2 separate regions of the Hordeum vulgare genome follow, and region 1 is linked to region 2. Evidence: chromatin contacts called from public Hi-C data. All regions are on one chromosome and are shown on one strand. The core of a region is the stretch at or near the end of the contact, and the rest is flanking DNA. Distances in the headings are between cores, read along the strand shown. Region 1 holds the start of LOC123406001 (GDSL esterase/lipase At5g33370-like). Region 2 holds the start of LOC123403800 (CLIP-associated protein-like).

The links. A called contact is a pair of places that touch in the nucleus more often than the background predicts.
Region 1: a Hi-C map of leaf shows a contact between it and region 2, with 3 times the contacts expected there. The contact joins the promoter of LOC123406001 here to the promoter of LOC123403800 in region 2. A contact is called at or near these places in 4 of 6 Hi-C or Micro-C datasets (leaf and seedling) and 1 of 1 datasets of contacts at active chromatin or transcription factors (embryo).

What each region holds. Positions count from the first base shown.
Region 1 is chr6H:367,865,489-367,871,070 of MorexV3_pseudomolecules_assembly, forward strand. LOC123406001 (GDSL esterase/lipase At5g33370-like) reads left to right here and starts at 1,957. Exons shown (of 5, transcript XM_045099504.1): 1 at 1,957-2,285; 2 at 2,390-2,517; 3 at 2,638-2,880; 4 at 3,763-4,015; 5 at 4,132-4,577. The coding sequence starts at 2,039. The coding sequence ends at 4,370. It overlaps LOC123405999 (polyribonucleotide nucleotidyltransferase 2, mitochondrial), which reads right to left. Exons shown (of 16, transcript XM_045099503.1): 15 at 5,274-5,582; 16 at 4,900-5,127. The coding sequence ends at 5,029.
Region 2 is chr6H:367,419,283-367,424,510 of MorexV3_pseudomolecules_assembly, forward strand. It overlaps LOC123403800 (CLIP-associated protein-like), which reads right to left and starts at 2,871. Exons shown (of 21, transcript XM_045097716.1): 1 at 2,228-2,871; 2 at 183-338; 3 at 14-76. The coding sequence starts at 2,563.

The DNA of each region.
Region 1 (5,582 bases), core at 707-3,206, 450 kb after region 2:
ACAAGTTTCATCCTCTCTTGGCGCAACCCTACCTCTCCTCCTCCTCGTCCTCCATAGTACTTAGCAAAGCTCTGTCGAAGTACCACGCAGATCCACTGTCACCACGCCGTCGTGCTGCCAGAGCTCTCCCTCAACCTCTCCTCCCTCCTTGCTGGTTCAAGGCGTTGGAGACGTCACCGAGCTACACGTGTGTTGAACGCGGAGGCGCCGTTGTTCGGCGCTTAGATCGGAATCCACCGTGATTTGAATCGCTACGAGTACGACTCCGTCAACCGCGTTCTAGCAACGCTTTCGCTTAGCGATCTTCAAAGGTACGAAGATGCTCTACCCCATTACTCGTTGCTGGTTTCTCCTAGATAGATCCTTGTGTGACGTAGGAAAATTTTCGAAATTACTACGTTCCCCAACACTCCCCCCTCGTCAGATCGCGGTCCCTTCCATAGCCATATGCATTGCTATCACCCTCTCTGGCATCAGAACCGCGTCCAGTACCCGGATATCTGCCAGTTCCTCTTCCCCTCCTCGGGGCAAGAATGAAAGGACCTCATTCAAGCTTGGATATGTCATGTTCCCCTGTGCCACACTCCTCATGCCAATGTCCCAATTTTTCACATGCATAGCAGGAATTTGGAAGCTTTTTGTACTTTACTTGGAAAAATTATGTCTTACCCCCCCCCCTTTGAGAAGCTCACAAAGCGAGTAAGCTTCTTGTTGACGTCCAACTTCACTCGAACCCTAATAAACTGTCCCATGCAGCCATTAGGGAGCTTAATCGGAACCTCCTAAACTTCCCCAATTCTCTATGCCATATTCTGCATGAACCCTTCGTTCCTCAGCACTCCATCAGGAAGTTTGTGAATATGCGTCCAAGTTTCGATCTGATCAAGTGTGATGCTTTCTGGGCTGGAGAACCCATCATACTCCGCAATTATCAGCGCTGATCCGCGGAAGTCCCACGGACCTTGATGGATCGCTTTGTTCCAATCAACTAGGCAATTAAATTGTATGGAGAATGAGTTAGGGTTTACCCTCCTCCAGACCACATCTCGTGTCGGGTTCCAGGCACCCCTCATATCGTCAATTAGGACTCCTTGGCTAAAGCTCTTCTCCGTTAGTACGTGTGCGAGGGCGAGCCACTTCAGCTGGTCCCCTGGATCATCAACTTCGTCTTCCCACACCAAATTGTCCAACTCATCTTCCTCCGGATGCAAGCGCTCCAGAAGCTTACTCGGATCTATCTTCGCATTACCCTGGGAAACTCCAGCACTCGAAGACACCGCCATGGATCGGCAACACGAGAGCCCCAAGCAAGGAGATACAGTCTCCCGATCGCGAAGGCAATCAGAAAGAGATAAAAAAACCAACTTGTGGCGACGGGCACCCGAGGACTTCAAAACCCTAAAAGAATAGGGGACTTCTTAGACGCCGGGTCTGCTTAGTTGCGCGGCGGGCGGTCTCCTCGCGTGTGGCATCAGACGCGTAGTCTGGTCAGCCGCGCCGCTGCATCATCGCCATCAGACGCGTAGACTGGTCAGTCGCGCCGCTGCCCTCTATTCGGTGCACATGTCGTGTTAATTGCCCATCATGTGAACAATTTCTTTTAGTAGGTTTTTTCTTAGTAGCGTAGCTATACTCATGATAACTGAAATTCTCTTCCCACCAACCAGCAAACGAGACAGCCGTGAATTAAAGCATATTTTCCTCTGTACGAACGCTAAATACCGGCACGTACCGGCCGTGCAACCCCCCTCCTTTCGCGGGCACAAAGGCTTCTACAACCTGTGCCGCAGTCACACGCTGCTTTACGGATCGAGCGCACGTCTCACGAGGCTCCACCTACCTACCCGTCCCCCAACCACCTCGCATCTACGGATTTCCGAGGGTGTCTGTCTGTCCATCAAGCTGCCCAGACGGCCTGTATAATAAAGCGCACATTCGATCGCCACCTTCTCAGTTTCCCAGCGCGCGCGTAGCCTAGCCACCCGTGCATATCTATTCTCTCCAAATCTCAAAGCGTCCGTACGTCGCGCGCGAGCAGATGGGCGGCGCTCTCGTTCCTCTCCTCGTCTCCGTGGTACTACTCGTCGTGGCGGCGGCGCGTGCCCCGGCGGCCTCCGCGGCGCCGCGGGCATTCTTCGTCTTCGGCGACTCCCTCGTCGACAACGGCAACAACAACTACCTCCTCACGACGGCGCGCGCCGACGCGCCGCCCTACGGCATCGACTTCCCATCGCACCGCCCCACCGGCCGCTTCTCCAACGGCCTCAACATCCCCGACATCATCAGTAAAATACAATACACCCCATGCCTCATTTCCTTGTTGAACTCCAACTGGAGTACGTAACAACATGCCACGTGACGCTGCCATTTGATATTTCGATTGCTTCAGGTGAGCACCTCGGGGCGGAGCCTGCGTTGCCGTACCTGAGCCCGGAGCTCCGGGGGGCGAAGCTGCTCGTCGGCGCCAACTTCGCGTCGGCCGGCGTTGGGATCCTCAACGACACGGGAGTGCAGTTTGTACGTGCTCTACGAGAGATATGAATAATGCTCAGCTCAGCGCGCCCTCACATTTCCCTGACAGATTAGCATGCATTTGACGGCTTATGTATGATGGCATGTGCATGACGGATGGAGCAGGTGAATATAATTAGGATCGGAGATCAGCTGCGTTACTTCGGGGAGTACCAGCGCAAGCTGAGGGCATTCGCCGGCGAGGAGCAGGCGGCGAGGCTTGTCAGCGGGGCTCTCGTGCTCATCACATTGGGAGGCAACGACTTCGTCAACAACTACTACCTGGTGCCCATGTCCATGCGGTCTCGCCAGTACGCGCTCCCGGACTACGTCCGCTACATCGTCTCGGAGTACAGGAAAATCCTTGCGGTAAGTCCCGTGCAGTTACTTACTTTACAGTTAAAATGTTGTTTCATATTAATTCGTGCACAATGCACTAAGTACTACTCTATAAGTTAAGAATTACTAGAAAGTACGTTTAAGTGAGTGTGTTGCTTAACTGCAAACTGACATGCGCAGCAGCAGTAGCTACTGTATGTGTACTACGAGTAGTATCTAGCACCAAGACAGATGGGATAAAAAACGCAAGTGCTAACTGTCATGACACATATGATAGAGTGACAGACCGACAGATTTGGTACTATTTTGATTTGTGCACATTGCAATACAAAAAAAAAAATGTTGCTCCAGCTGCAACCTAACATGGCAGATTTTGTGCACGCTGCGGTAGAGTTATGACCGAAATGAAGCAAGAAGGAAGACCTCTACATAAATGGACGCCAGATTGACTCTACAGTTCCAACGATCGAGTACTGTTCGTGAAATAAGTTTGAGCACATGACAAAACATAGACCAGCCAGGCTGCAGCAGTTCATGACCCACCAGTCAAAGTCAACCGGTCATAACTCTACCGTGTACACCCGCACATGCGGCATGAAACCTCTCTCGTGTACACCCACACACACGCCTTTTGCCCCAAGCTGTAAAGACAAGCATAAATGGAGCCAGCAAAGGGTATTACCATACGTGCAGGGTAAAGACAGCCGTATACACATGGCGACCCATGGCAGTTGCAGCATTCACTCCTGGCGCGCTGCAGCACGTACGATGCATGTGCGGTGCAGTGCAGCAGCTTCTCGAATCCACTTCACCCGCCTTCCATGCCATACCAAGACTCCAAGAGTGACATACGCGCCGATGGACGAGCTGACACCGCGTGACTTACTGTACTTGACACCGTGGCCCGTGCAGAGGTTGTACGAGCTTGGGGCGCGTCGCGTGATCGTAACGGGGACGGGGCCGCTGGGGTGCGTGCCGGCGGAGCTGGCGCAGCACAGCGGCAACGGCGAGTGCGCGGCGGAGCTGAACCGCGCCGTGGACCTCTTCAACCCGCAGCTGGTGGACATGGTGCGCGGCCTCAACCGCGACGCCGGCGCCGACGTCTTCGTCTCCGCCAACACCTACCGCGCCAACTTCGACTACCTCGCCAGCCCGCAGAGCTACGGTACGTGCGTGCTTGCTTGCGTTGCAGCCGGCCAGAGCGACGGTCGAACGCTGCCGTGTGATCGTTGTCAACAAACTACAGTAGTAATAGGTTCTTGCGGTGTTGCGTGCGTGCAGGGTTCACGGACGTGAAGGTGGCGTGCTGTGGGCAGGGGCCGTACAACGGGATCGGGCTGTGCACGGCGGCGTCCAACGTGTGCGCCAACCGGGAGGTGTACGCGTTCTGGGACGCCTTCCACCCGACGGAGCGGGCCAACCGCATCATCGTCGCCCAGTTCATGCATGGGTCCACCGACTACATGCACCCCATGAACCTCAGCACCATACTCGCCATGGACCAGGAGGGTCCTCTTTAGCTAACTGGTTACCACTGCTATCCAGACCAGTGCTGCTCTCTCGGTCAACACAACAACAGCTTAGCTTGTGTGGACTGTCGTGGCATTTCATCTCACTCCTCAGCTTGGAGTACTATTGTTTTATTTTATTTTGAGTTGGTACTATTAATCCTCCTCATCCATCGATGTCACTTGTGCTTGGCCAGAAATAGTTTGCTCGTAACGGCAGGTATGTGCGTTCATAGCTCATAAGAGTGGGTGTACTTGTGTGTATGTGATGTGTTTAAAAAAAAAGAAAAAAAGATAGTTGACCAAGTAAGAGCTATTAGTGCTGCATACAAATGGCATGGATATAATACAAATTAAAAAAATCATGCATTCAGCTGAGTCACAACAAAAGTTGGACAAGCTGCATATAGTCCGTATGTTTCAGCCGAGTCACATGATCAAATTTTCCCTGCCTCCTCGTATGCATGGTTGCATGCTAGAAGGGTAAAAATGCAGGAGCAAAATGCTCACGACGGCTGCAAAAGCACAAACTTGCGCAGCATTCCAACGAAATTTGAGGCTGCTTCGCTGCTTCCCATGTTTATTAAGTCAGTGGATTAACTACTACACATTTACAAGTGTATCTCTGTAGAGCTCTAGAGGTGAGCAAATTAGCCCCATCAAAATTTTACTAATCAAGCAATGAGAAGACTGGGACACCCTTGGCACTGAAAGTCGCGCATTTCACAAGCACTTCCTCTCCAACCTCAAAGTTAGTCTGGCTATTTTCCTGCAAAAATATTCACCCGAATTTCAGCACCAAAGACCAAAAGATGACATTACCACAATGGGTTCAATAAGTTGAACAATGTATGAAATAATGTGTGCGGCAGCATTAACCAAAATAGAACACCAGAGAGCTGGGTAGGAAGTTACCGCAAACTTATGCATTCCACGAACTCCATCACTCAGCTCAAGTACTAATCCATAGGCCCTTATTTGGTAAACCTTTGCAGTAACTACGTCGCCCAGCTTTATAGAACCTGAGCGGAAGTTCTTGGGACTGGAATGCTTCAGGGTGTTGCTTATTTCCTGTTCTGCAATGGCTTCATGTTCTGGAACGGCATCGAGTTCATTACTTGCAGAATCATCAGCCTTCGCTTTCTTGTTTTTCTTGACAATTGACGTAGTTGATGCTTTCTTAGGGCTAGCTTTCCTAGCCTCCTGAAGTTCTTTGGTTGGTTT
Region 2 (5,228 bases), core at 1,621-4,120:
TCTGATGGACCACCTGAATACAGGAGATTGCAGCCTCTCTGACACTTTGATTCAAATCATTCAACAATTGCAGGACCTGTGAAGTTGAAACAAGATTAGCAGTTAGCATTGCCAGTTACGCAACAAAATAAAGGGAAAACTAGATATTCCGTATCCAATAAGGAGAAAACATCCCGACATACAGGTGAAAGAAACACTCGCTGTAGAAGGAGCTCTGTGGAAGCAAAAAGCCCAACTGCCGTTGCAAGGGTGCGCACAAACTCTTCCCGCACCCTCCAGCTCTTGTGAGTCCAAGCATAACTTCCAGCTCTTTCAACAATTATTGTTGGAGAAGAAACCTGATATTGGAGAGACAAAATCAATTCACTATACCCCGCGAGAAAGCCAGGCGGTAAAAATAGTTCCACATCCAGATAGATGATCATTTATGTGACAAATTAGTGATTTCGGTGCAATTTAAATAGACAATTTTCCATGTAAACAAGAGTATGCAGCATAGGAATGCAATGATATATCTAAACTCACAGCACCGAGAAGTTCTTATTCAAAGCACAAATGGGAATTTTAATGCTGTAATGATGGGAAACATCATGTTTCAACTTTAAAGTACCGAAAATAAATGTACAGTTTTGCAAAGTGCTGGATCAACCCATAGCTAGTGTTCAGAATTATAATAGTGAATACCCAATTTCATCCCTGAATTATCACACGCACTGACGCACCTAATTTTCATGCCTAACTATAAGAATGACCAAATTGGTCCCTTAACTACCCATTGTGGTTCATTCTCGTCCTCTTGCCAATGTGGCAGTACACATGGGAAGCTGACTAGGCAGGAAAAGGTCGAGAACATGCTGCGCATGCGATAACCCAAAATACCCTCCTCCTTTGAGCTAAAACTTGAGAAAAGGACTGCATCGTAACACTTTTTCCTGTGTTATATAGCTCTAGCATGGTTGCTGGACCTTCTAGCATAGAAATTTGTCGCTTATTGGACTATAATTCAGTAACAAAACCGTCTTTCCTTGGGAATTTTGGGGTTTTCATGTGTGCAGAATATCCTCGTGCCTCCATCAGTCCCTCACACTGAGTCGGCATGCCACATGTACTGACACATGGGCAAGACAAGACTACAAAAATGAGCCAGAACACGTAATTCAGGGACCAATTTGGTCACTTAGGTAGTTTAGGGACGAAAATGAGCTCCGGACAACAGTTGATACACGAAATGTGTATTTAAATCCAAATAAAAAAACATGTCAGTGCAATCTGCAACTTCACATGTATAACTGCGCCAAAAGAAGCAGCCACACGCACAAGATAAAGGGAATTAGTAGTTTGATTTGCTACTTCTGCTTGGCTGAAGTCCATATGAGCATCTAAAATAAAGACCGTGAAGCACCTAAAGGACAAAAATTGCAGATATTTTACCACTGAAAGCAAAATACACTAACTGCTCGGGTCTAGATACAGATACTATACTCCAAATCTCCATCTCTATCCAGTGGTGTCAAGTAAGCATTAACTGAATAAAGAGTGCTATCGGGCAAGTCCAAACTGGTGCCTCCATTTAGTCAAAATATTCCAGCACTCGGCCACAGGTAAGGTAAAGCATGTTCATTTCACTAGAAAAGAGAAATTATAATCTAATTCACTTAGTTATCATTAGAATTCCACCGAAATGGGGGTTGTTTTTTTTTTGAGACAGGAGCAGAGACGCCTGGTCCCTGTAGTAGTAGAAACCTAATGGTGATGTCTTGCAAGGATAGAAAAGCAGAGGGCAGGCCAACATTGTAGTATTCCGGAAGGCGCTCCCACTCCCATAGAATACCACGGATGAAACATATTCTAGGTCTACTTTAATAGCTTATACGCACACTGACATAAGAAAACAGGCTCGCCCACCTAGAGAAAAGACCAGACCACATCGCCCCATGCACTGCTAATTCAGATGAGCAACCAAGGTAGTTCGCCTTGTATGAATGTAAGCGACGCTTCATCATAACTCAAGTTTGGTATTCCATTGGAGTCTAAAACATAACAATTCCACACTATGTCATCCACTTGAACACACACATGGATATGCCGGAACATGAGATCTTCTGCTCGAAGTATATTCCATTGCCCACCCAGGAAGCATGGAACCCACATTCCCCCGGAACCCGACTCGGAGGAGCACAGACCATATCGATTGCAAAAGGCAACAATGCAGAGGCCGACGGCTGACCTCCATGAGCGTGACGAGGAGCTGCCGCGAGGCGTCACGGACGGGCTGCTTGCCATCGCCGAGTCGCTCGACGGCGGCAGGCACGAGGGCATTGAGGTGGATCTTGAAGTGGTCGCCGGCGAGCACGGCGGCGGCGGAGAGCGCGTGCAGGCCGCCCTGCGCGACCCGGAAGTTGGCGTCCCTGGTGAGATCCATGCAGGTGTCGACGAGCGCCGTGACCTCGGCCGCAGTGAGCCCGCGCCGCGCCGCGGCCTCCAGGGCCTCGTGCAGCCGCTCCACCCCTGCCAGGCGCTCCTTTGTGTCCTTGGAGCGCGCCGCCTCCAGCGCCGCCTCCATTTCCGCCAGCGCCTCCGCCTGCTCCTCCGCCAAACACGACGGCGACGACCGGCGTGAGTCGGGGTGGCGAGTTCGGGGAATGGCAGGGAGGGCGGGCCGACGGTGGGGAGGGGGTGTTGGTCGGATCTGGGAAAGGGAGGCAGGAGGGGAAGGAGTGTGCGAGTGCGCCGAGGCAGAGAGTAGCTTGTGTAGTTTCGTGTGCAGATAGGTCCCTGGTGATGCGCGGTACTTGGCTACCGCCCTCGTAGGGGTGTATCGCGAGTTTTGATAGTAGTACCACGTACACTCTGCATTCTGATGACCAAGCAGTACTGCTGGTACACGTACGTACTACTGGAACAATTTGTACCAATTGTTTTGGGGTGGCGGTGCGAGAAGCATGGGCGTTGTTTTGGGAAGAGGAAGGGGATAAAGATGGGAGGGAGGGAGGGAAGATTAGTTGAGTTGTAACGTCATGACAGTAGGTGCAAGTGCACATTATGATTGACATTATGGTTTATGATTGATGGTCCTCTCCTCGTGTACGTAACAAAAGTGAAGCATGCTGCTCATATATTACTACGAGCGTGTACGCCCTGATCCTATCCAGTCCCTTCCACTTGCGGCCCTGCGAAAGAACGGGGCGTGATAAAGTGGTGTACTGATACGCCACCTAATTATACCCTCACAGTTTGTCTGATAGGACGACGAAATGCCATGCTTTGGATCAGAGCAGTGGTATGGCCGTGTCAGGTTAGCGGCGGCTTCTCCGTTCTACTCCATATAGTAGTACAGTCGCCGTTTGGAAATACATGTGGTGATCGATGCCTACTGCCTAACAGTAATGGACCGATCTTCGTCTGTTCGCCCGCTGGTGGCTGGTGCGGATGTACATCGCTCTCAATCAAGCATTTCGCATGGCTGTTCCACTGTCCTCTCGTGTCCTAACACAACTTGTGCATGCAAAAAATTTGGCATTTATCTCTGTTTTTAAAGCCTAAAGCGAGACTTGATAACTTCCGTTTCATGGATTTGTTCCCATCACTTTCTACCTTCGCCTGATTTTTTTTCGCCTCACCTTTCACCATCCTTTTTTATTAGTTTTTTCCGCTTCACCTTTATCACAACGAGAAAACAAAACTTAATGAGTCAGAGCTTTTCATGTGTGCGCAAGTTATTTAGTAATATTTTTATGTCAAAGAAACAATCACAATCAATCTAAAGACCAAATTTAAATTAATTAGAGGCTTATCAAATCAAAATTAATTAACCTTATCCTAATAAATCTAAATTAATCACGATCAATCTCTTGTTGAGTAAATAGGTAATTTTTCGAGTGTATTAATCCACGAGATAATAACTAGCATGGCATTGACTAGACTAATGATGTACTGATCTTAAACTAACCTAGCACATACTACGCATATAGTTGATACATCTATGCATGCAAGTAGTACTGCTAGGATAAATACGAACATGAGGATAAACAAGTCATACCCTCCAATAGGCCAGTTGGCCGTAGCAGCAGCGTTGGCGTTGGACGCGGCCGTAGCAGCAGCAGCATCCTCTGCCCTCTTCTTCTCAGCTTCAAGGGCGAGACGATCGGCCTCGGATGGTGAAGACATGGCGATGACGAGGATGACGTGGATGTAGACGAAGCAGATGGACGGAGGCGAGCAGTCGCGTGATCGCTCCCCAAAAACCTAATCGTCCCTCTCCCGTACAGGAACCGGAGAGGCGGGGTTTCGGAGGCCTGCTCTCCCGTCGACCATGTACGCGGTAAACGGGACGGAGTCGCCGGCGGCAGCAGCAGCCAAGGGAACGAACGCGTGAGGCAGATGTGATCTGATTCTCGTGACGGCTAGGGTAGGCGATAGCCTGCTTATAAAGGCGGCTGGGCGGAGAGATGTGGGCCGAACCCACGTCCGAGTCGGTAACAGCCCACGATCCGACGTCTCGGATCATGTCGTGTCCGTTACGTATTCTCCGTTCCTGACTGACAAAAATAAGCGTGTAGGTATGAGCTCGGCTCGGCTCATTCCCGCAACCCGCGGCGCGGCGCGGCGAGGCGTGTCGAGGCGTGGCGTGGCGAGGCGGGCGCCGGAGGATGAGTGTGCGAGGGCACCTTCTCTTCTCACTCTCCAATAGCATGTGGAAGAGAGACCCTTATAAAGGAGTCCAACTTCTCCTCCACTAGCGGGGTGGGACTAAACTTCCCACCACCACCTTGTCGTGCCACCACCTACATGGGCCTTTGGAGATTTTCTAAAATTCTCTTATGAGCCTAAGGCCCATCACTAATTTCAATAATCCCCCACCAGATATCAAGGGCACATCGTGTTCCCTCGTTCCAATCATTGTTTTAATATACCAGCGTTTCAGTGAAGACCTATTAAGGTTGAGCTTCACCTAGAGCAAGCAGCTACACTCCTTTACAACTGAACAATGGACCATGCCTTGAATTGTCAGTTTGGCGTAAATAAGCTTCACCACAAGTCTTACTAGTACTAGGCTGCCGAAGATGACCCCTTGGGTGGAGCATATTAGTCACACTCTTGGCCTATTCATGAGTTTACTAGAGATCACCCAAATCTCATAGACTGTGACCAGCAGTCAAGCTCATATAGGTGTGTTCCTCCAAAGATCGCTCTGTAGGACATCATCTTGCTTACACATAAGCTTTAGA